Linked DNA regions of Mus musculus: regions 1, 3, 4, 5, 6 and 7 are each linked to region 2. The links are chromatin contacts, called in public Hi-C, promoter capture Hi-C and targeted proximity ligation maps. All regions are on one chromosome and are shown on one strand. The core of a region is the stretch at or near the end of the contact, and the rest is flanking DNA. Distances in the headings are between cores, read along the strand shown.

Region 1 (3,116 bases), core at 408-2,907, 1.7 Mb after region 2:
AGATAACCCACCATCATTTCAGAATTTATTCTACCAGTCTAGACACAGTAGCATGGTACATCTTGAATCGTATTTAAAATGAAAGGTTGGTTTTACAATGTTTGTTACCAGTTTTCAGCATGCTGGCCTGCTAAAAGAAAACAGATGTCTATGAGATAGTCCGGAGATTTAAGAAGAGAGGTCTAAAAACAAAAATTCAAGAAAAAGGAGACAGAAAAGGGTGTTGCAAAGTAGTGCCTGTGTCATTTGGCTCTAAAGATTATGAAATACCTGGCTACTTTATTCTACTTATTGTACACCTTTTGTTATTAATAGAGAAACGATGGTGACAGCAATTATATTAAAACTACAAATACTTCCTAGAAATAGAAGCAAACTTTATAATTTCCAAAGTAATACAGTAGGCACTATCCGATTCACTTTATTGCTTGCTACAAATTCTGGGCTTGAAAAACAACCTCATGCCAGGAAGAACTGTAACTATTTATTTAGTTCTGCGGACTCTGAATTATATAAAATGACAGTCACCAAATCCCCTCTGAATTTGTTTCAGAGATATTCTTGCTTCTTGTATTTGGAGCTGAGTATTCTTGGATTAGAAAATTCACTTCACCATGAATAAAATAACGAAGTCTCAACTAAAAATCCCAAGACCTCAATGTCGAGAAATTCTCTATTTTTAGTAAGTGGTACAGTGAATACTTCCTCTCTCCCTTCTCCTCCATCAGCAGGTGTCTCTGCCATTCCAGCAGACTGATAAAAGGAAAAGGAGGGGGCGAGGAGAAAGGAAATTGTCTAAGTCGTCGTCGGGTGGTGGAGGTGGGGATATTTTAACATGACGATTTAAAGTAATTTTTTAAACGTTCTTACCCAGAATTTATTACGAGGTTTATTATGGATTACTCAGCAGTTTGGATCTGTCCATCTGTAACTTATAAACGGAAGGGGACAAGGGATTAGAGGGAACGAAGGACGGCGGGGGGCGGGGAGAGCAAAATGTAGGCGCGTGGGCACGGAAGGGAGAGGCGGACTTGGCAGTCATGAGGGACCGCGGCTCAGAAATGGAAAGTGTGGCCTGGCCGTCCTGCCCTGGAGTGTGTGTGGGAGGGGAGCACGGTGTCGCATTGTCCTCTCCCGACCCTAAGCGCTTCTCCCGTAGGATGAGGCCAGGAGAGGACACGGGGAAAGAGTTAGTCATAAGGATGCTCAGGTGAGCGGTCTCCCAGTCTCCCCGGCGCTGGAGGCACTGGAGGAAAGATCAGGGGGCAGACATGACCCCGAGTCCGCTTCCTGAGCGCGAGTTTAAAGGTCAAAGGCCACCAGCTGGGTCAAAGGTCCCCGGCTCACCTGCCACTCCAGGTGAAGGGAAAGCCAGGGTTAGAATCCGTGTCACAGCCTTTACAAGGCCTGTCGCCCTCCCACCACAGCCCGCGACCAACATGGCGACCAGGCGCCCCCCAGCTCCCGCCCCGCGCCGTCTCCTCAGCGGTCCCCGCGCGTGACGCGGGGCCGCGGTCTGAGCCCCGGCCGGCGGACCCGCGGGAGCGGAGCGCGGCCGAGGGCGCGAGCCGGGCGCACGCAGGGGGTGGGCGGCGGAGCCTGGCGGCCAGCCCGGGGGCGCGCGCACACGCGCGGGCGCGCGACGGGCCGCGGGCGCGCGCGGGGGCGGGGGCGGCGCGGCGGCGGCGGTTGGAAGGAGCCCTCTCGCGGCCGCGGCAGCAGCAGCAGCGCCCGCCCCGGCTGCAGTCCGGCCGCCGCTGCCGCCGCCGCCACCGCCTCGCGCCTCAGCCGCCCGGCCAGACATGAGTGAGGCGGCTCGGGATCTCTCGCCCGGAGCGCCGCCGGCGGTAGCCGCGGCCGCCCCGGAGGAGAGGAAGGGGAAAGAACCGGAGCGCGAGAAGCTGCCGCCCATCGTGACGGCCGGCGCAGCCGCGGTAGGTGCGGCGGGGGCCGGGGGGCGCCCTGGGCGGTGGGTTGAAGGCGGCCTGGAGAGGGGACAACAGGGAAGTTGCGCCTCGAGGGCAACGGCCATCACTTGGGAACCGCGCCTTCCACGCTCGGGGAGTGGGGTCCGCTGCCTGATGCTGGGTGTTTGCTTGTTTTCGGGGGGTCTGGCTCCCGACTTTCTGCTGAGGGTCGGCATCCTCTGTTGGATGAGCATGGGTGCCAGTTGGGCGTCAGGGAGGTTTTCCCTGAGTGGGAGAACCTGCCTGTGGGCGCCAAGGCAGCGCTTCCCTTCGCTTTTGCGGTCCTTTCTCCCCTCGGGTTGAACAGTCTCAGAGAGGAGTTTCCTCCTAATTCTGACCTTTCCGTTGCTATCCGGGTAGTGGGAGGCAGTTGCCTCCCTGGATGCTTTTATTTTTTTCATACGGTACTGACGTGTGATTTGAAGGAGCGAGGCTTTTTCTTCTTTTAAAACTCGGCTATCCAAGCTTAATAAGCGTGGTAATTTCCCAGCTGGATTTTGCAAGGGTTAATTTGGAAGGCGCTCTCAGCCTTCAAACTCCATACTGCCAAATGATGTCATGGGACATCATCCCCTCTCTCCCTTCCCCCTGTTTGTACTTAGTGGTTGGGAGTCTGGTTGCTTTATGATTAACTTCTGGTTTTGACATTTTTATTTGACATAGTATTTAAATACTTTGGGCAAGTTTGCTTTCAAGTATTTAAAGATTATGACTTGTCAACGCATCTGTACGTGACAAAATAGTAAAAGTTTGGGGAATATTATACATTTAAAAAAATTTCTACTTGCAATTAGTTTCTAGAAGCCGCCCTCCTAAATGACTAGGAACTTACTAAAATAGCTCACTCTTCTTTATAAAGTATTAGTATCAGAATAATGTTATGATTTGGTAGGTTTTTCAAAAATGTCTGAAGCCTGTAATAACTGGAAATTGTTAAAGACAACTCTTTTATCATAAGTCAGCACAGCAGATTTGGACAGCAATGACACACATTTTAAAAGGATAACTACAACTGATTGGTAAATTGCAGCTGTAGTTAGGAATTACCTTGGGAGATGCTTTGAAGCAATTTGTCATTCATATTGTAGTCTGTTGGTGCACAGGGTTTTCACAGCTTTTTATGTAGGACTTCTTAATGCCAATGTAGTT
Region 2 (3,180 bases), core at 284-2,783:
TTGTACAATTACAAACACTCAACTCGACCCACTCCAAGGGGAGGGGGGGAATCCACCTGCAATCCTCATTGGTCCACACCGTTCCGGCCCACATGGTGTCAGTGGGTGTTTCCCTCTACACCAGCCGTCTCACTGGCTGTGTGGAAACACTGTTTAATAGGCTGTGATTTGGGGGATTGTCAAACTCCACGCCTCCTTAAGCTTGCCAATGGGCCCTAGATACTGGCGGTTACTCTGCGATTCAAAGGGCAAACTGGTAGCCTGAGATGCACGCCCCAAAAGATGTGCTCGGAGAAGGGAGCAGTGAGCCCCGGGCTGTGCCAGCCCGCCCTCCTCCTAGTCCCAGACCCAAGATCAGTCGGGTTGTTTGCCCCACGGCCACCAATAACAGCGGGCAGTGCGTTCTCCCAGCCGCTACGGTGACCGAGGGAGCAGCTCCAGCTAGTGTCTGACCGACCCAGTAGGCGGATCGGACTAGACAGGCGCCACCGCGGGCCGCCACCTTGGACGCCCGACGCCTCTAGGGAGGACGCAGTCCAGAGCGGCACTCTGTCGCCCCCCTCGACCGCGGGCACCGGCGCTTCCCTGCCGGCAGGACTTACGCGGCCTGTTCTTCCTCCCGGAGTCCATCCTCCTCCGCAGCCGGCATTTCTTGGCCGGAGAATCATGCTGGGCGAACAGCGGCTGCGGCTGCAGCTCGGACGGGAGCTGGAAGCGTGGGGCCGGCGGGTCGCGGCTGCTGGCGGCCGACGGGTGGAAGCCGTTGTGCAGCAGCCCGTTCACGGCGGCCGCGGCGCCCTCGGGGGCCCCCGGGGACTGCAGGGCCGCGCGCTCGTGTTGCGCGCCGCGGTCGCCCATGCCCGGGACCGGCGGAGCGGTGCGCGGGCTCCGGCTCTGGCAGCCTCGCTGGAGGTCACGGTCGGCCGTTCCCCGATCTTCCGATCCACCCTGGGGCTTGCTCTCCCGCAGCCTCGGCGCCGCGGTCGGGAGCTGGTGGCCCCGGCGCTCCTCCCCTCCTCCCGTCGGCGTCCCCACGTCTTCGGCGAGCTGGGCCCCGCGCACCGGGCTTGCTGCTCTCGCCCGCAGCGTGTCGGCATCGCGCGCAGCTGCGGGAACCTCGGTGGACCCCGGCCGGGGAGCCCGCCTCCCCCTCATCCCAAGGCCGAGCCACTTCAAATGCGGCTTCCTCGCCTCCCAGACCTGTCCCCGCCACTGAGCATGCCCAGTCCTACCCGCCACCGCCACCGACGAGTTTCAACGTGCGGAATGAAGTTCTCGGGGTTTGCGAAGAGGAGATAGGCGGATGGGGCTTTGTGTGGCGGAGCGAGCCTAAAGGGTACTGGGTGAGGTAGGCACGAGACAGCCAGAAGCCTCGGGAGGAATGCCGGAGGAAGCCAGATATTTGCAGAGGTTTCAGGTTTGCTAATCCTATCCCCAGTGGGCTAGTACCTTCACAAGGTCACCCATGCTACATCCCCGCCCCACGAAAGTGTGTGAGCAGGCGCGCGTGCGTTAATGTGACCAAACTACTCCCAGGTCTGAAGGGAGGGAAGAGAACAATTATTTATAGAGAGGTAGGCAGCCTTGGAGAAGGAGGGGAGTGAAATTCCTTGGTTGGCACACTCACACAAACAGCATGTGTTCTCGAGTTGTCGTTTGCAGAGAGGAAACCTAGGAAGAGAGAGAAAGGACAGTGAAGGACAAAACTAGGCAGGAATAACCGGTGCTAGAAGAAACCAAGTAAACAGAACCGATCCCAAGCTATAAAAAGCGCATTCCTCACCCAGAAAAGACCGGCAGGGGACAATGCCCTGTTCTGTTATTTATGAAATAAAAAGTTGCCTTGGTTATGAGAAGGGGAACCAGCACCATGATAGCCCTCAGAGTTAGCCCCCAGTTCCCAGTTCCGATTCCCACTGACACTGAGCAAAAGACAAAGTCAGTACTTAACACACCTGTTATAGGCAGTGCCCAGCAAGCGGGACACATTTGGGTATTGGGGACTTCTTGAGGCCTTAGCTTTTGTGTCTGTCCAAAGGGGACTCTTGTGTGTCACAAAAGTACCTAATATAACCTTTGCACATAATAAATGCCCACAAGAGTCTAATGTAGACATTAAAGTCAGGCTGGGGATATAACAGTCAGACACTTCTTATCATGGGATTCTGTCCCTACGAAGGAATAGAGAGAACATAACGGCAGGCTATTGTTTCCAATGACTATGAATACAGCGGGCAGAGGCCAGGCCCCTCACTGAATTTGCACATCACCAAGCTCAAACTAAGCTCTTTGACCCTCTGAAAACATCTGTATTAAAGAGGTGAGAACCGAAGTCTCCAAAGGCCAGCTTCAACAACTTGAACTTCCCTCTACCTTAATCCTAGCAAAAGTGACCTGTGATTAGCCTACCCACCCCTTGAACTAAATCCTCCATGGGTCCAAAACTGGCATTAGCTGTGCCCGGGGTTTACATTTGGTTTGAGGATTTCTTCTGGCAGAGCCCTTCCCAAAATCAACAGGTTCAGAATCAATGAGGCCACTCTGTTTCATCCACCTGTCATTTCAAATCAGGAAACCAAGGCACAGAGACATAACTGAGACTAAGACCAAAACTAGAACTTAATCCCTGTTTCCCTGCTTCCTTGGGCTTATATGATTTGAGAAATTGCCTTAGGTAATCCAGCCTCAGCCCATCTGATTTTTGTCCAGTTCTGTACAACTTGCTCCTTCAGGCTTATAATCTCTCCCTATTCCTATAACCCTTTATACCTCCTTCTTCTGGCTACAAAATACACATAGCCTACCTAGTAACACAGCCCTGCATCCCAACTACTCGGGAGGCTAAACCTCCTGAGGAGGAAGACCTCAAATTGAAGTCCTGCCTTAACTACTTAGTTCAAGTCAGTTTTCGTTACGTAATGAAACCCTGTCTCAAAAAAAAAAAAAAAAAAATGCTGGAGAGATGCTGGAGATGTCTAGCATTTGGCTAGCATAAGGCTCTAGGTTCAGTCCCTAGTACTGTTAAAGTAAAATGCATGTGTTCCCTTATATCTTCATGATCATAGTAATGGGACATCAAAGATGAAGTGGAATAATATAAATGTGCAGTCACATTCCACTTGGTCCCTGTGTCTCCCCACTGCTCCGATAAGCAGTTAAGTGTGCCTTGCATACTCTGTT
Region 3 (3,133 bases), core at 627-3,126, 2.0 Mb after region 2:
TTGTTTGCTTTTAGAACAGCCATCCTAATATGGTTTCTTTGTTAACTTCATTTCTCTAGTAATCAAGTGTTTTAAAAACAAGTTAGGCTGGGCTGTGGTGTTGTACGCCTTTAATCCCAGCACTTGGGAGGCAGAGGCAGACAGATTTCTGAGTTCAAGGCCAGCCTGGTCTACAGAGTGAGTTCCAGGACAGCCAGGGCTACACAGAGAAACCCTGTCTCGAAAAAGAAAAAAAGAAAAAAACAAAAACAGTTAGGGTTGAGGAGATAGATCAGTGAGTAAGTGATGCTGTATGATGTTGTTTAGATACACATATTGGGAGGAAATACATAAGCAGAAATCACTAAATAAAAAATTATAAAAATTGGGAATATATTTGGCAAGTCGATGAAATGAAGAAAAATGAGACAATCATAGTAGTAAGGTTCTAATCCTTAGGTATATTCATGAATAGTTATTTAGTAATAGGGATCAATTTAAATTTACACTAAGTAGTCTAAGAACATAATGGAATAAACATATAAGAAGGTACATTTACTAAAATGCTCAAGAAGTGTCCCTGCTTTTCTCCCACAGAAGTGAGTCAACGCTCCCTAACAAAAACTGGATTTCCTGAAAAACAGGTTAAGTAATTCACAGGGGAAATGCTTGTCAGCGTGCCAAAAGTCAGCACTTTCTTGCAAGCAAAATCTCTGTATTCCTTTCTTTCGGGTTCCTGAAACAAGATGTCACTACTACCTTAAACACAGCTAACATTCTTTCCAGGCTCCGCCCAACAGTTACCTGGCAACAGCCAGGTAGGCCTGGCTGTTTGTCCCCCTTCTCTCTCAGACTCTTCTCCTAACCCCTTTCTCCCTCTCTCCCATCCCCCCTCCCCCGTCTCTCTCCACGTGTTCCTGGCCGGCCTCTCTTCTTTTTCTCTCTTCCTCTGTCCTTCTCTGCCTCTACTCTCTTCTCTACTCCCCTTCCCATGCCCTAAATAAACTCGATTCTACACTACACCCGTATGGCTGGTACCTCAGGGGTAAGAAAGGGATGTTTCAGCATGGGCCTGCCCAGGAATCCTTCCCACCTTACCAGACCTGGCTCTACAAAACACATCCTTGTTGTTGTTGTTTTTTTTTTTTTAATAAAACACAATAAACACGAAAATGAATTGTGCACTTGTATTCTTTGATCAGAGAGAGAGAGAGAGAAACTTCGGAAAACTTTGATGTGTATGCTTTGTATCAGCACCTCGACCACATCCGGTGCAATGCTGATTTATGTATAGATCCTCGTCAGCGCTGAGCTAATAATTTACTATGGGAAGCGGAGCTAATCACAGCCACCCCACCCCCCAATTGTTGCTTTAGAATTGAGATGAACTTTCTTCGCTTTCTTGATTTATCTGGGGGCCGCTCATCCAAACTTCTCAGTAAGCGTAACGGATTCATTTCTGAGAAAACGCTTATAAGAAAAACAAAAGCAGATGCGGAGAGTTAAGGGAAGAGACACTGTAAAGAAGGCAGGAGGGGGAAGGGGTGAGAAATCTCCCAGGGGGAAGGTACGGAAGCAACACTGCAGAGATTTTCACGCTAAAACTTGCACAAGAAAATGCATAATCAGAACAAAACTTCCCAAGATTCGTCTTCGGTGTCTGAGCAATGAAACTCGTCTCGAGAAGTGTAGGCTTTAATAAAAGAAAAGGCAGCAAGACCTCTCGTTTTTAGCAGAGGCTCTGTAAAGATGGCGGTGGGCCGAAGCCCCTTCTCTTTCCGCAGCCAAAGGCTCTCCCTGCACATTTCCCACAAACCCCTCCGCGCGGCCCCGCTTGCCCAAACTGGCCCGGCCGGAGAGCAGCCACTGCGCACGCGCGAGCCGACGTCACGCGCGCTCCCAGGACCCGACCGAGCTGGCAGGAGTGGTCTCGGCCGCTTCCGCCGTCGCGTCGCTTCGGGGCTCGGCGAGCGGGTTCGCGCTGCCTCCACCGCGGTGGGGCAGCCGGGGCTCACGGAGCCGAGCCGGGGGCGCGCGGCGACGCGGCCATGGGACCGTGCCGACTCTGGTGACAGCGGGGAGCGGAGCGGCCCGGGCCCTGAGCGCGTCTCCTGCGGGGGGCCTCGCCCTCCTGCTCGCGGGGCCCGGGCTCCTGCTGCCTTTGCTGGCGCTGCTGCTGGCGGCGGCGGCGGCGGCCCGGATCATGTCTGGCCGCCGCTGCGCCGGCGGGGGCGCGGCCTGCGCGAGCGCCGGGGCCGAGGCCGTGGAGCCGTCCGCCCGCGAGCTGTTCGAGGCTTGCCGCAACGGGGACGTGGAGCGAGTCAAGAGGCTGGTGACGCCCGAGAAGGTGAACAGCCGCGACACGGCGGGCAGGAAGTCCACCCCGCTCCACTTCGCCGCAGGTAAACGCGGGCCCCGCGGCGCCTCCCGCACGCCCCACCTGCAGGCTCGGGCTTGCAGGCCGCAAGCCGCGCGGCGCTGCCCTGTCTCCGACCTTTCCCCAGGACTCTCACCCTGGCCGCCCGCCCTCCTCTCTCGGGGCTCGTGATGAGGGTGGGGTGAGCGTGCTCTCGGGAAGTTGTTTTTGAGGTTATGGGGTTTTTTGTTTGTTTGTTTGTTTGTTTGTGTGCTGGGAGGGGGGAAGCTTTGTTTTGTTTTACTGTATCAACAATACCTGCCCCGACTTCCGGTCTTATTACCCCGGAGGGCCTCTGCACACAAGAAAGGCTTAGTAGACCTTGTGATTTGAAAGAGTAATTATCTCCAAAAAATGGACCCATGTTTGCAAGTTTCATCGACACTCTTAGTAACCCCTTAAGTTCTAGCGGCCGTCATAAACTGAAATTTTAATTTAGGAGTTATTTTATTAGCTATTGGCTCATTAGAGTTAATTGGATTAGGTTTCTGGAGAGACTAAAACCGGAAATGGGCATGTTTGGGAGACCTGAGATCTACTTAGGTTGTGTGTGGGTGGCCTCTGCCTTACTCCCGCACAAGTCGGGATGGAAAGTGAGCTGAGAGACAAGATAGGACACGCACTTGAGCTTGGATCTAGGATTTTGAGTCATCCTGAGATTTATTGTAGATAGTTTGGAGTTACTTTTAACTACTGGGTTCTCTTTGTGGTACCAGCGTGTTGAAGTTTGCTTGTTGA
Region 4 (3,173 bases), core at 85-2,584, 1.5 Mb after region 2:
AAAGGCATCCTGTTCTGCCCCGTGCATTTTAAATTTGAGGTATATCTCTGGACACCTGTGCACGCCTGGATTGTTGTTTTGTTCTTGAAGTCACCTCCGCAATCTGTCACTAGCCAGAGGTTCTGCCTGTCTGGAGGAGATAAAGCGAATGCTCTGCATTCTCTCCGAATTCTTCAGCCACCTTTGCTCTGGCTCGTACAAAAGAGATGCTGGAACTGCAGCCCTGATTCTCTTTCTGGTGTGCAAGATTGAAGGTTACTTTGCAGCTTGCGCTTTGGAGAATTCTCCTTTGATATTTGGTTAGTAAGTGATGGCTACCTTGCTTTGCCTAGGATCCTAGGGATCCTAGATTATAGTCTTCTAAGAAGTGAAGTACTGGGTCTAAGTTATGCTCAGTAGGAATTTATGAGTTTGGGGAAAGCAGTAGGAGAGGAGTATAGGTCACCTTTCAAGGAATCCTCCTTTTCTGTTAATGAATGGTGTCTCCGAAGTCTCAAAGTCCACTAGAAAGAGCACTGGGGTTTTTGTTTGTTTTGAACCTTGCAAACAGCAATAAATTTTTACCACTTTACCTGTATTTGTCAGTGATTCTGATTGCTAGACCTATCATACTGCTACAAGTTCAATGGTGATTTCTAAATAAGGTTCATTGCAAGCCAGTGTCTTCATGTCCAGTACGGCCTCGTGGGTCCAGTGTGGAGAACAATGCCTCCTATGAAACTGTTCTTCGATGTCTTAAGTTATATTTATTTATATGAATGTTTGTGAGTTTGTCCTCTGACCTATAGAGGTCAGAGAACAGCTTGCAGGGGTCGTTCTGTCCATTCTCTCCTTCCGTTGAATGCTGAGGACTGAGCAAGTCTCCTCAGGCATGGCTTCAAGTGCCTTTACCGGCTGAGCCATCTCACCGCCCCAAGGAGAAAATTCAGTGAGGTGACTCAGTGCTCAACGCTGACCATTGCTTTTGAACCGGCCAGGCAAAGCGTACTGGTCATTGTTAAGACTGAAAACAACCCTGAGAGGGATGGCGAGGATAAGAACGGAGATAAAATTCGGCCACAGCTACGTGTCACACAGGAGCAACAAGGGTGGGGGGCAGGGCACTCAGGGTGTCCCAGGCGCCTAGGAGGAGCACGAGCCGGCGGGCGTGGGCTGGGGGCGTGGCCGGCGGGAAGGGGCGTGGCCCACGAGGAAAGGGCGTGGGGACGGGGCGTGGTCGGCGAGAGAGGCGTGGCCTGCGGGCAGGCGGGCGGCTCTGGCGGTTGGAGGTGGGTGGAGCTGCCCTTGGAGGCGGCACCGGCCTGGCCCCGAGGCCCGCCGCGCCCTATCGCGCCAGAGCCGAGTGGCCCCGCGGAGCCCGCGCGCTCCCGCCTGCTGGGGGAGGGCGGACAGGGCGCGGGGGACCAGACAGGCCGCGGCGGGCGCTGTTTCTCTTTCGCTTTCCCGGGCTCGGAGGCGGGCGCGCCGGCGGGCTGAAGAGCGGCGGCGGCCGCTGGGTAGGTACCGCGCGGGGGCGGCCCGGCCGCGCGCCAAGTTTGCGCCGGCGGCCGCGGCGCCCCAGACACCTGCCGCGCCGGGCGCTGGAGCCGGAGCCGCTCGGGGGCGGGGCGGGCGCGCGGGGTTTCGGGGCAGCGCTCGGGGGCGGCGCGGCCGGCCCGCGGAGACTCGTCCTGTCCCGTGGTCCCCGCGCGAGTAGCCCCGGCTCCTGAGCCGAGCACCTGCCCGGCGGTGAAGGGCTCGAACCTCCGGGACCCGCGCCGGCTGACGCGGAAAAGTTGCCGCCGGCCGGCCGCGCGACACCGCAAGCGCTCGCTTCCTTTCCGTGTCGGGGTGACAGGGCTCTGGGCTTGGGATTGGGACTGCGTTTCCCACCGGTTTGCCTCGAGCGAGCGCTCACGTAAGTCCTGGGAGCAAGGGAAAGTCGAGAGAGGAGCGGGGACCCAGGCGAGGATATTAATGCTTTGCTGAAGGTCACGAAGGCCAGAACCCCGACATTGCAATTAATTAAATTACACTTTCTGTCATATCCTTGACACTATTTTCCCAAGGAGTAGACGCTCCGAGCTTATACCCTGAACGTTCACAGTGAGGGTGTGCTGCTGGAATGATGCCTTCTAGACTTTTCCAGTTATTTTATACTCGCCTATGTGTTAACAGCCAAGGTAGTGGAAAAGTTTCTGCCTAATGAGTGAGATTCGTGTAGGATGAACCTACTGAAATCAGCATCTTCATTGTTTTCTAAGGTCATCTTTCTTGTAGGGAATTTGCAAAACTTTTTAAATAACCTAACAAGCTAGTGATTAGTAAAATTCTAAGAAGAATTAATGACATTTCTTCAGTTTTCACTGTTCACTATTTCATTTAATCATCGCCTTTCTAGGTCGCTGGAGCTCTTATTTTTATCTTACAAATAAAGCAATGAAATAAATAGCTACTTGAGACTAACTGTGGCTGGTATCTGTTAGAACTTTCTCACTAATAGAGGAAAAAAAGAATGAATTTTGGTAGAGTGCTTGCCTAACATGCACTGTGCCTGAGTTTGATCCCTGTCACAGTGCAAACTGGGAGTGGTGGGTCACACCTGTATTACCGGCATGCTAAAGGAGGAGGAGGCAGGAGGATCAGAAATTGAAGGTCATCCCCTCTAAACCAGGAGTTGTATGCCAACCTGGGCTATAAGAAACCCAGCCCAGAAAAATAAGAATGAATGAATGAATGAATGTTAAATCAGTGAAAAAAAGTAACTGGGGAGAAGTAAGCATTAGCAAATAGGGATTACAGTGAGGATAGTGTCAGAGAGGGACACAGGGACAAGGATGGTGCAGTGATGAAGAGGAAAGGCATGTTGGACAGAAGATAGGAGCCTGCAGAGTTTATATGGTGGGAAGAGTGGTCCTGTCAGTGTACCTGAAGTGTTGAAGGAAAGGTTAGAGTCAGTTTGCAATGGAAACCAATTAGGAATGTGGTTTACATCTCATGGGACAGGCTAAAAACCTTACATGCTTTTTCTGTTTACAGAGAGGAAGCGCCGACTTTTTATTTTTTCTATTTGAGAAGTACTAACTGTAATAAATAAATAGAATAAACCTGATAGCAGAATGTCAGATGCCCTGCCCGGAGGGTATCTGTCTGAAGAGGGGACATGCACATCATGTTGATTTGACTGTTAACTG
Region 5 (3,315 bases), core at 523-3,022, 1.2 Mb after region 2:
GGGAGGGGGTGCCTTAGTGAGCCCTTTTATAGCAAGCCAGGCTTGTACCTGGCTGTTGCTAGGTAACTGTTAGGAGGAGCCTAGAAGAAATGCTAACACTCAGAACAAAGGGAATCTAAAAGGTGAAGACCACAGTAACATCACCATGACTCTTAAAGAATTATGCCCTCTGTAGTCTAACCTTAATATCAAATAACTAAAATTCTTATTTAGGTCCACTACACAATGGCTACTCGACTGACCAATCTAGATTTTGTGATCCTGTATGAAGACATCTCTCTACTACTATAAAAGTTAGAACTAGACATTCTGATGAAAGCAAGGGGTTTGTTTTGTACGGCCTTGGTCTGGTTGCAGACATTATTTTGTTGTTGTTTTGTTCTTGGAAAATATCAAGTATTGGAAACAATCATTTATGAAAATTAACCAAACATAGGTGTGGCAGTGCTCAGCTGTAATCCCAAAACCAAGGATACTGAGGCAAGATGATTGTGGATTTAAGTCCACCCTGGGCTACTAATAATACCACCTCTGCTACTGCCTCCTCCACCTCTTTCTCCTCCTTCTCTTCCTCCTCCTCTCCACCACCACCACCGCCATCATCATCATCTTTCAGAAATTTGTAGGAAATTAGTGATCATTACAGTAGTGTGGTCAGATGGAGAAGACTCCATATTCTTTGTGATTAGTACAGAAATTGAAAATGCTTCTAAACATTTCCATCACTTTGGTATAATCCCAACGGACAAGCTCATGAGAAGTGGACTTTTCTTATTTGAGAGACCAGCAGTTCAGAAGTCCTATTGAGTTGCACGAGGCTGGAGCTGCTTATTAGTAATGCGCAGAAGGGTTCGCATGCTAGGCAACTAAAGACTGAATGGAGAGGGGTAAAGGACTGGCCCTCTACATCAAGTAGATTAAAAATCGTGTTCTATGTTGTTGAATAATTGATCTGTCAATATTAAAGAGTTCATTTTTAAAAGGGTCATTTAAAAGTAGAAACATCAAATGATATGTGTATGTTTCTCATGAAAAACATTGTAAGACATGTTTTCATTTTTGCCCCTCCCAGTCAGTCCTCTGGCTAAAGGATGTGTTGGCGCTAAACCATCAGCTTTGAGAGCACTCTGCCATCTTGTGGTTGTAGTCTGTAACGGATTGTCTTAGCCCAAAGAGTTTAGATAATCTTAGCCACAGACCAAATACTTCAAAAAGGCCACTTTCAAAGAATGGAATGTACTGTGGAAATAGGAAAGAAAAATAACTTCCCATGTATCTTCATTTATTTGTTAGTTTAACTACTTTTGAGACTCTGTATTTCAGACTGGCCTGGTACTCTCGGTATAAAGAAGGTTGGCCTCAAACTCAGAGTTCTCTCTGCCTTCCCGGGTCTGGGATTAAAGGCGTGTATCACCACGCCCGGCTCCCCAGAGCTTTAAACAGGCTTCAAGACCTTAGAAATGTCTGCTTGACATCGGTATGCTCTATGGGTGCCTTTAAAATGAGTCACTTTGCATTGCTGTATGGTAGGAGCATGGGAGATTTGAGCCCCATCAGAGAGTACCAAAACATTCCCATTCAAATTATGAATAAGTAAGGCTATAGGTCCCAACACACTAACTTTGGCTGGATTCTAGGGAATAGGAAAGTCTCTGCAAGACGACCCAAGACGACTGAGAAAGAAAAACTACAAATCCCAGAAAGCTCAAGGAACAACCTAAAACTCCCAGCATGCCTGAGGGACAACACGGCGGCTGCGCAGACTGGCGCGCGGGTGCTCCTGGGATGTCAGCATGGCGGCGTTCGCAGATTTGGATTTAAGAGCGGGCTCAGACCTGAAGGCTCTGCGCGGACTCGTGGAGACTGCTGCTCACCGTGAGTCTACTGGCTTGGCTCTGTCCCCCACACCATCCAGCTTTGTTTGGTAGTTTTTTCAGGCCCCATTCCGGTCTCTCGTGTGATCTGCCTGACGTCCCTAAAGGCAGAGAATAGCTGCAGTATCACCCGGATCCCCTGGGTGAGAAACTCGGGCTCTTGACAAAGCTGTTGTTGTTTGTGTTTGCCCAGTCATTCGTGCAGAGGGAGAGAACGGAGGCCTAAGGGGTCGAGGCATTGGCATGGAGCCTGCGAGCTGATGAATGATAGGAACAGGGACTGGTCCCCTCAGCCAGTGCTTTTGGTATCAGCCCCTTTTGAGTCACACGGCATCTGTCAAATACAGAAAGCTGGGTCTCGGGCAGGAACTGCTGTGGGAGCTTAGAGAATGGGAAGGGCGTTACCTTATTTCTCTCGAGCATCTCAAGTGCCTTAAGGATGAACGTTGATCATGTGAGCTCTCACCTGGCATAGGGCCTGCCAAATAATAGATTCTCAAATCCCTTCGAGAGGAAGGAAAGTAGGGCGTTATTGGGCTGACTGGGAAGACGAAGGGCCGCTATTTTATCATTACCATGCATTATTCTTTTAATATTAATACACTATTATCCTGTCAGTATTTTAGGCAACTTAAAGACAAGAGTCGTGATTTAAATGTATTGGGGACAGGGCACTTGTCTGTTGTGATGGTAAGACAAGCCTGTAGTGTCCCTCGTCTGTTATTGTAGAGTACCTCAAAAGAGATGTGAGGGAGTCATCACTCCATTGCTCCGTAGGAAAGGGAGCAAATGTGAGGGGGATCGCAGAAGAAAGAAATGATAACAAAGGTGACAGAAAGACATAAAACTTGAGTCTTTAGCATTGTGTTAATATGAACCACAGCCTAAATATGTGCCTGGCTTCTAAATGTGGCAGCTAAATATGTGCACTCTTCTAAAATACTGGTGCTGTTTCACTTCATTTTCATGACACTTGAAAGTCCTGTCTGCTGTTAACATCATGGGACAGGTGAAGAACCTGAAACTTCACCTTAAGTCACAATAAACAGTAGGGCTCAGGATCTGCCTCCTACCCCACCCCCTTATTTTCCAGGTCTCGGAATTGAATCCAGGACTCTGTGTATGCCTAGCAAGCATCCTGACACTTAGCTACATCCCTATTGTCATGCCAGACTCTTGAATCTCTTATCAATATGATCATTGTGAACAAGAAAGTATATTTTTTAAATGATCTATTTTTCTTTTCAGTGGGATACTCAGTTGTTGCCATCAATCACATTGTTGACTTTAAGGAAAAGAAACGGGTAAAGTAGAATTTCTCATGTAACTGGTTGCTAAATACAAGTGTTTATAAATCCTTGTGTCTGTGTTGGGAATATGGATCTAGAGACAAGTGTACTAGTTAACTGTTCTTGTTGCTATGACCACATACCTGCAAAGC
Region 6 (3,065 bases), core at 491-2,990, 1.9 Mb after region 2:
TCTGGCTGCTGTTTCCTATTTTGGCTCTCGAACCGGTTTTACTTCTCAGGAGAAGTAATCCACTTGGGAAACAATAAATGAAGCAATTCTTAAAATGTCATGCTGTCCTTAGAGTGACAGTAGGTGACGCTTGTTAAAAGAAAGAATGACTTTTTCATTTTATCACAGTCATCCTCATTTTTTCACAAATGACCAACTGCAACACCAGCCAACATCTCACAGACTAAAGGAAAAACTTTAAACAATCTACAGTTCATATAGAAAGATGCCCATGACAGGTCCAACTATAAAGGGAATAGCTACCTGCAGGGATAACAGACTTGTTCATTCTGACCAGTAATAACCACTTTACTATAGCTCTGTCTTGTAGCCTGCAGTGTACATTATATATACACAACATAAAGTAGTTTTAAAAACTGATAACCAGAAAATGAGCTGTTTTAAAATACACTGAAGATATATGAATTTATAAATACTGAAAACTACAAAGGAAAACACTAAGATGTTCATTATCTTTGACTGATGGAATTATAGCATCTACTGGTTTGGGCTTCTATGATGTTTCCTGTTGTTGAGCAGGTCCTATTTACAAGTAGGAAGGCAATAACAATAGTTTGCATCAAACAAAGAACCATCCATCAAGACTTTTCTGGCCTTTCTTTCCCTTGAACCACACTATAATTCCACACTTACAGAATTAGGTTTTTCCTCTCCAATGTCAGCCTTATAAATCAAAGAAACATGAAATACAGTAGGTGCCATTTTGGAGTCTGGGGCTTTATTAATTATTTATTCTTTAACAGTTTATATATGTATATAACATATTTTGATCATAAATATAGTCTGGCTTGAAGAATTCTCTTCATACCAGTGCTAAGCACAGCACCCTGTATATGGTCATCATCACAAAGTGGCCTGTAAAGAATGTATACTGAACTCACTTTAATAGCTCTAGGGTTTTTCTGAGAGGATTACAAACTTCCAGCAACAAAACCTCAAAGTCTATTTGTCTCACAACCATTAAGAGGCAGGATTTGGGGAGGGAGAATTCTTGGACTAAGTTACAACTGGAGATGCAACATTTCGTGAGATGGTCTTGGTTGCCTGGTTGATGGAGCTGTTGTTCGTTTTTTATTGGTTGAGCTGTTCTTGTTTTTCTTTTTGTTTTAGTTTTTTTGGTTTTTTTCCTTTTTTACTCCTGCATTTATAGAAAGTTTTAGTAGTGGGCTATTTCCCTGGAATTCTAAGTCCTGGCCAAGAGTTAAAAATAATAGCTTGCTCAAACTCTAAGACTGCATTTTCTATGACAAACCAGGAGAGGGGAAGTGGGGAAAGAAGAAATGCAAAATCCTCTACCTTTTGCCACAGGCTAAACTACCTCATCAATAAAACTAAGCTGCACCCAAGTGTTTGGGTCTTTGAGCTCAAAGGCAACAGAGTCACTTCAGCAAAGGAATCCCAGCTAAAACTGACTCACTAAGGCAGTTTCTACTGTGAGATGTAGATTCCCAAAACAGGCGCTAAGAAATACAACTCAAATTCCATCCCTTCAAAGCCTCCGGGACGATTCAACTCAGCCATCAACCTGGGAGTCTCCCATCTGCAGAGAAGACAAAACCACAAAAGCCCCCAAAGTCCCCGCAGCTGCAGGCTCCCCTCCATTCGGGCGCAGAGTTGCACTGAACCTACCTGGTGCAGCTCATTGGACCGAGAGGCAGCGGCGACCGCGACAACCGCACCCTGAGCAACTTCGCACTCAGTACTTAAGAGGATGCAGCGCCGCGGTCCAGCCGGCCGACTGACCGCAGGCAACCGGGAGGCAGCTTATCAAAGCCAGATCACGTGAACCGGTCCCTCCGACCAATCAAAGGCCGTGCGCCCTGACCAACCACTGTGCAGCTGGGGCACGAGCCCCTGCCCCTGGAACGTGATCACCGCGGGGCTGGATGTGACCAGAGCGTGCTGGAAGGCGGCCGTAGAGTCCCTGAGCCCTGGGCCAGCGGGATCCAGCCGTGTTCCCGGAGCCTGGCGTGCAGCACGTAGCTCACGGCTCGCAGCTGGCCTTCTGCAGCTTGTGCGAGCCTGGCGGGGTCTTCTATGGAAACGCGTAGGTCTGTGCAGAGTTGAATCTGAGCTCAGAAAGTTGTGGCTCCGCCCGGTGTCTGTGTTATTTGAAATGCTTGTGATGCTCCTTGCTTTGTGTCCAAGCACCTTGGCCCAAGCAAAGAGAAGTTGGCTGGCTCTTCTTCCTCCACAAATAAAGTCACACAGCCACTCAAATGTTAAGAAAACACGTGAGCCCATGAAACGAAGTGGCCGTGTGTGTGTGTGTGTGTGTGTGTGTGTGTGTGTGTGTTTCCCTCTGAAGACAGAGGCAGAGAGGGCCAGTCTGTACAGCCTAGCGAGACTCTGCCTCTGAATAAGCAAATGGAGACTATGTGCTGACCTATTCAGTTCTCTGCTTGGGAGAGAGAACTATAGGCCAACATGAAGTTACTGTCCTTGCTCATTGTCACCAATTGCAGCAGACAGCCCAAATCCCTAGACTGAGTTATGACATCCTTAGGCAGAGGTCAAAATCACAGTTGATTTCATGCCCTACCCACCCAGCGGCTTTCGCTGAGATTTCTTTCTTTTCTTCTGTGCACATAACCAACACAAAGCAAAACTAAAATAAATATTTTTTAAAGAAACGTCTACTGAACATCACAGAGGAAAAAACTTGATAATTGGACTTTTAAAAACTAAAAAGTTCGACCGGGTGTGGTGGTGCATGCCTTTAATCCCAGCACTCTGAAGGCAAGAGTCTGGAGGATCTCTGTGAGTTCGAAGCCAGCCTGATCTACAGGATGAGTTTCAGTAGTTACACAGAGAAACCCTGTTGGGGGGAGAGAGAGCAAGGCGCGCGCACGCGCAGGGGCGGGGGGAGGCATATCTGTTAATCAAATATAAAATTGTTTTCTTCTTTTGTTTTTTGTTCTTCCCCCTTTCCTTTCCTCCCTCCGAACATTCCTACGTTCCTTGGTCTCTTTCAAATTCATGGCCCTTTTTCCCCCTACTTGTTG
Region 7 (3,083 bases), core at 547-3,046, 1.3 Mb after region 2:
TCTAACATGGCATAAACCAGACGTAGTGATTTCCAGTGCCACATAAGCCAGACATAATTGCATATGCCTGTAATTATAACAGTCAGGAGGTGAATGCAAGAGGATCAAGGTTAGTTTCAGCTATAAAGAGTTCAAAGCTAGCTTTGGGTATAGATGACCCTGTCTTTAAAAACAAAAAAGAACCAGTAAGAATAAGTAAAATCGGAGACAAATATGACGCACTTCCGGAGAAAACATTTTTGTCTTTCATGGGTAGATTTTTCTGAAAGACCAAATGAGAAGAAAATTGATACAGAGCTCAGCTGAGGGCTTGGTTCAGTAAGAAACCTTCACCCAGAAGGACTAATATTGCAGAGTAGAATTAGGAAAATGGAAAGACATGATTTTTTTTTTTTTTTTGGATTGGAACTGTATTCACATTTGTAGCCATCCTTGTAACTGGAAGAGCCACATGGCTAAAAACTGTGGTCTAGGGGCACTTAATAGGGCTGTGTATCCTGATGCAGAAGCAGGCACGAGATACTGTAGGTTACAAGAACTGCTCTCTATACCTGTGGTGCCCATTAAAAGTATTAGTCCTCCAGGGTTGGGTCCTTCTGGACCAGGCGTAGTCGCTAAGAGCTGGTGATTTTGCAAACCATTTTAGTAGCATTTACTGCTGGGAGACATCCTCTTGAGAACATCAGAAACTGGCATGATAAATCTTTTACTCACTATGTTTATATCCTGACAGAAAACTTCTGTTGCGAACAGGAAAGATTTTTTCCCCCAAACAAATGCGATTGATGGGAACACATTTTTTGCATGTTGTGTCGTAGGTGCCAAAGTATTATGATTATTAATAACAACAGCTTTCATTTTGATAACCTTCACAAGTCCCATTGTGCTTGAATCTCAAGGTGACCACACAAGGTAGGCAGGGCTGACCTTGACTGGCCTTCCCTATCAGGAGCATGTAGGGATTAAATGGCTTGCCAGTGTCACAGGGTAAGTCGTTGGCACAAATTGCAACACAAATACCCTGACAAAGAAGTTAGCAAAACTTTCTAGTCTACCGTTCTGCTACACCTCAGAAATAATTCCATGGATCTAAAAACAAACACAACAACAACAACAACAACAACAACAAAATGAAACACATATCCATGAACACCCCCTAGGAAACTTCAGTTACTGATGGCAGACTGGTTTGTAATACAAGGAACTGTAAATGCAGATTTAGAGGGTAAAGCAATCAGTGTAAACAAGTACTAGTTTGTCACACGCTCAGTCATTTGAAAGGGATCCAATGGCAGGGGCTTTCTTCCAACCAGGCAGATGCTAGAATGTGCCTGTGTCTACACAAATGCATATTGTGTTCTGCACCCTCGGGCCTACAGAGAGACCACAGATTCCTGAAGCCTAAAGATGGGACAAATCTGTAATAATTTACAGCAACTCATGGTACAGGGGAGGCAGTTTCAGTGCCTTGCTCAAAGTTATACTTGTAATAGTTGACAGGCATAAGACAAAACCCCAGACCCTCAGATACCAGACTCAGCTCAGAGTGTGGTGCCTCTGAGTCCCTGGGGGACTCCAAGTTACTAACACACCAACACATTCCGTTCAGTTGAATTTAATCACATGACCACAGAAGGCTTAGAGCAACAGAGGCTGGAATCAAAGGTCTTCACCTTGCTTTGGGCTGTTTTGACAAGGAATGGACTCTCTGGAAATCAGCTTCAACACTGCATGTCCCTGAGCCTCATCAACAAAGTGTGGAGCCAGAGTTGGCTGGGGCTTGGTGTGGTGTGAAGCCCATGACAGGGCTTGGCTCTGTGTTGCCTGTGCTGTCTACACAGCTTAGTTCATCAACCAGAGTACGGTGAGGATCCCAGAAAACCAGGCCAAAACAATTCAAACGCGTGTAGCAACAGGGCTATGGAAACTACTCAGGGGCTCTCTCAGGGGCCTTTCCAAATTGTCCATCGGGAGGTTTGTTTTCAAACCACAGTCCAAGACCAAACCACTTAACCAAACCGGTTATGTCAGCAGCTTTGCCCAAGGTGTCCCTGAACAGCTGTCAGCAGGACTCTAAAAGGAACACAGGGGCTTGAGACTTGCAAGCTCTGGGGTGGCCTGAAAGCAAGGTCAATAAGAAAATTCCCCTTACATCTCTGTTCCAAGAACTTAGTCAGACAACGTGTCCTGGAGGACTCACCATAACCTATGTGGTAAATGCTGTGATATACTGAGTTCTTCCCAGAAGTTGCCCTTCTTCATGGTAACTGCAGCCCCTTCGCTAGAAACAGCTCACATTTAAAAAAAAAAATCCCTCACAGGTGAGCCCTCCATTTCTGGATTCCAATTAAGAATGGTCATCACAACATCCACGTTCTACTTTACCATATAACAAAACATCCACAGGTCCCAGGGCTTAGAACGCGCTGGTAAAGGTAGGCTATTAACGAGCATACTATAAAATCATGCAGCGAATTCTCAAGGCTTACTTCCTGACTCAACGTGTGCATTATCTTCCCTGGAATGTGAAGTCATCTTTGGATTCTGTTTTTGTCATGTGCTTGCCATGGCTGTGTCAGGAAACCCGGCCTCAGTGAGGAGACCTGTGATTTGATTGGTAACTTTATTGGGAAACACCAGAACACCAGTGATAGGTACAATCTATCTGCCACTTCTAAAACCTGTTCTTGTGTTTGCTCTCTACACGCCAAATCCAGTGTCTGACCTCACCCCAGAGGGGAGGGTTTACTCTCTTTGACCAAATACTATTCTCAGAACACTGTGGTGGGGTGGAGTGGGGTGGGGACAGGCGAGGGGTGCTCAAGCTTGTGGGCAGATTCCTGTGTTGCCTCCATAAACCTGCTTCTGGCAGTGGAAAGCTGGCACCCCAACCCTTCTGATGGGAAATCTCAATAGCTGATTTTTCACTCCATGACTAGAGATAGGAGGGAATTTCACATTCTGTTAATCCTGAGAGGTGCCCTGAAACTTCATTTTTTTTCCTTACCCCAATCCTCTCAGCATGGTTTTCTGTTACAGAACTGTCTACTTTCTGGCACTACCATGAATAGCTGAAGGAAATC

What was found. Promoter capture Hi-C pulls out the DNA fragments that hold promoters and counts their contacts. A called contact is a pair of places that touch in the nucleus more often than the background predicts.
Region 1: a contact with region 2 is called in a promoter capture Hi-C map of liver, with 4 times the contacts expected there. A contact is called at or near these places in 8 of 39 promoter capture datasets (the 3T3-L1 cell line, cranial neural crest, hematopoietic stem and progenitor cells and 3 more), 1 of 130 datasets of targeted methods (astrocytes) and 1 of 9 other capture datasets (adipose tissue).
Region 3: a contact with region 2 is called in a targeted proximity ligation map of astrocytes, with 4 times the contacts expected there. A contact is called at or near these places in 2 of 39 promoter capture datasets (cranial neural crest and frontonasal cranial neural crest), 1 of 484 Hi-C or Micro-C datasets (B cells) and 1 of 130 datasets of targeted methods (astrocytes).
Region 4: a contact with region 2 is called in a targeted proximity ligation map of astrocytes, with 5 times the contacts expected there. A contact is called at or near these places in 3 of 39 promoter capture datasets (the HPC-7 cell line, cranial neural crest and hippocampal neurons) and 4 of 130 datasets of targeted methods (astrocytes, embryonic stem cells, forebrain and 1 more).
Region 5: a targeted proximity ligation map of astrocytes shows a contact between it and region 2, with 6 times the contacts expected there. A contact is called at or near these places in 14 of 39 promoter capture datasets (the 3T3-L1 cell line, 3T3-L1-derived adipocytes, the C10 cell line and 9 more), 1 of 484 Hi-C or Micro-C datasets (cortical neurons), 8 of 130 datasets of targeted methods (astrocytes, craniofacial prominence, embryonic forebrain and 5 more) and 1 of 9 other capture datasets (adipose tissue).
Region 6: a targeted proximity ligation map of embryonic stem cells shows a contact between it and region 2, with 5 times the contacts expected there. A contact is called at or near these places in 2 of 39 promoter capture datasets (hippocampal neurons and liver) and 2 of 130 datasets of targeted methods (astrocytes and embryonic stem cells).
Region 7: a Hi-C map of cardiomyocytes shows a contact between it and region 2, with 4 times the contacts expected there. A contact is called at or near these places in 3 of 39 promoter capture datasets (the 3T3-L1 cell line, cranial neural crest and hippocampal neurons), 1 of 484 Hi-C or Micro-C datasets (cardiomyocytes) and 2 of 130 datasets of targeted methods (astrocytes and embryonic forebrain).

Annotation. Positions count from the first base shown.
Region 1 is chr19:36,552,982-36,556,097 of GRCm38.p6, forward strand. It overlaps Hectd2 (HECT domain E3 ubiquitin protein ligase 2), which reads left to right and starts at 1,658. Exons shown (of 21, transcript NM_172637.3): 1 at 1,658-1,934. The coding sequence starts at 1,803. Gm41838 (a long non-coding RNA gene) reads right to left here and starts at 1,058. Exons shown (of 2, transcript XR_877830.3): 1 at 871-1,058; 2 at 1-753.
Region 2 is chr19:34,877,922-34,881,101 of GRCm38.p6, forward strand. It overlaps Pank1 (pantothenate kinase 1), which reads right to left and starts at 1,534. Exons shown (of 7, transcript NM_001114339.2): 1 at 603-1,534. The coding sequence starts at 1,155.
Region 3 is chr19:36,832,356-36,835,488 of GRCm38.p6, forward strand. Tnks2 (tankyrase, TRF1-interacting ankyrin-related ADP-ribose polymerase 2) reads left to right here and starts at 1,877. Exons shown (of 27, transcript NM_001163635.1): 1 at 1,877-2,381. The coding sequence starts at 2,183.
Region 4 is chr19:36,408,414-36,411,586 of GRCm38.p6, forward strand. Pcgf5 (polycomb group ring finger 5) reads left to right here and starts at 1,335. Exons shown (of 10, transcript NM_001368691.1): 1 at 1,335-1,496.
Region 5 is chr19:36,081,944-36,085,258 of GRCm38.p6, forward strand. Rpp30 (ribonuclease P/MRP 30 subunit) reads left to right here and starts at 1,773. Exons shown (of 11, transcript NM_019428.3): 1 at 1,773-1,875; 2 at 3,123-3,178. The coding sequence starts at 1,794.
Region 6 is chr19:36,734,864-36,737,928 of GRCm38.p6, forward strand. Ppp1r3c (protein phosphatase 1, regulatory subunit 3C) reads right to left here and starts at 1,741. Exons shown (of 2, transcript NM_016854.2): 1 at 1,690-1,741. The coding sequence starts at 1,703.
Region 7 is chr19:36,165,640-36,168,722 of GRCm38.p6, forward strand. No RefSeq gene overlaps it. Among named protein-coding and RNA genes, the nearest start is that of Gm32081, 17 kb to the right of the region's middle.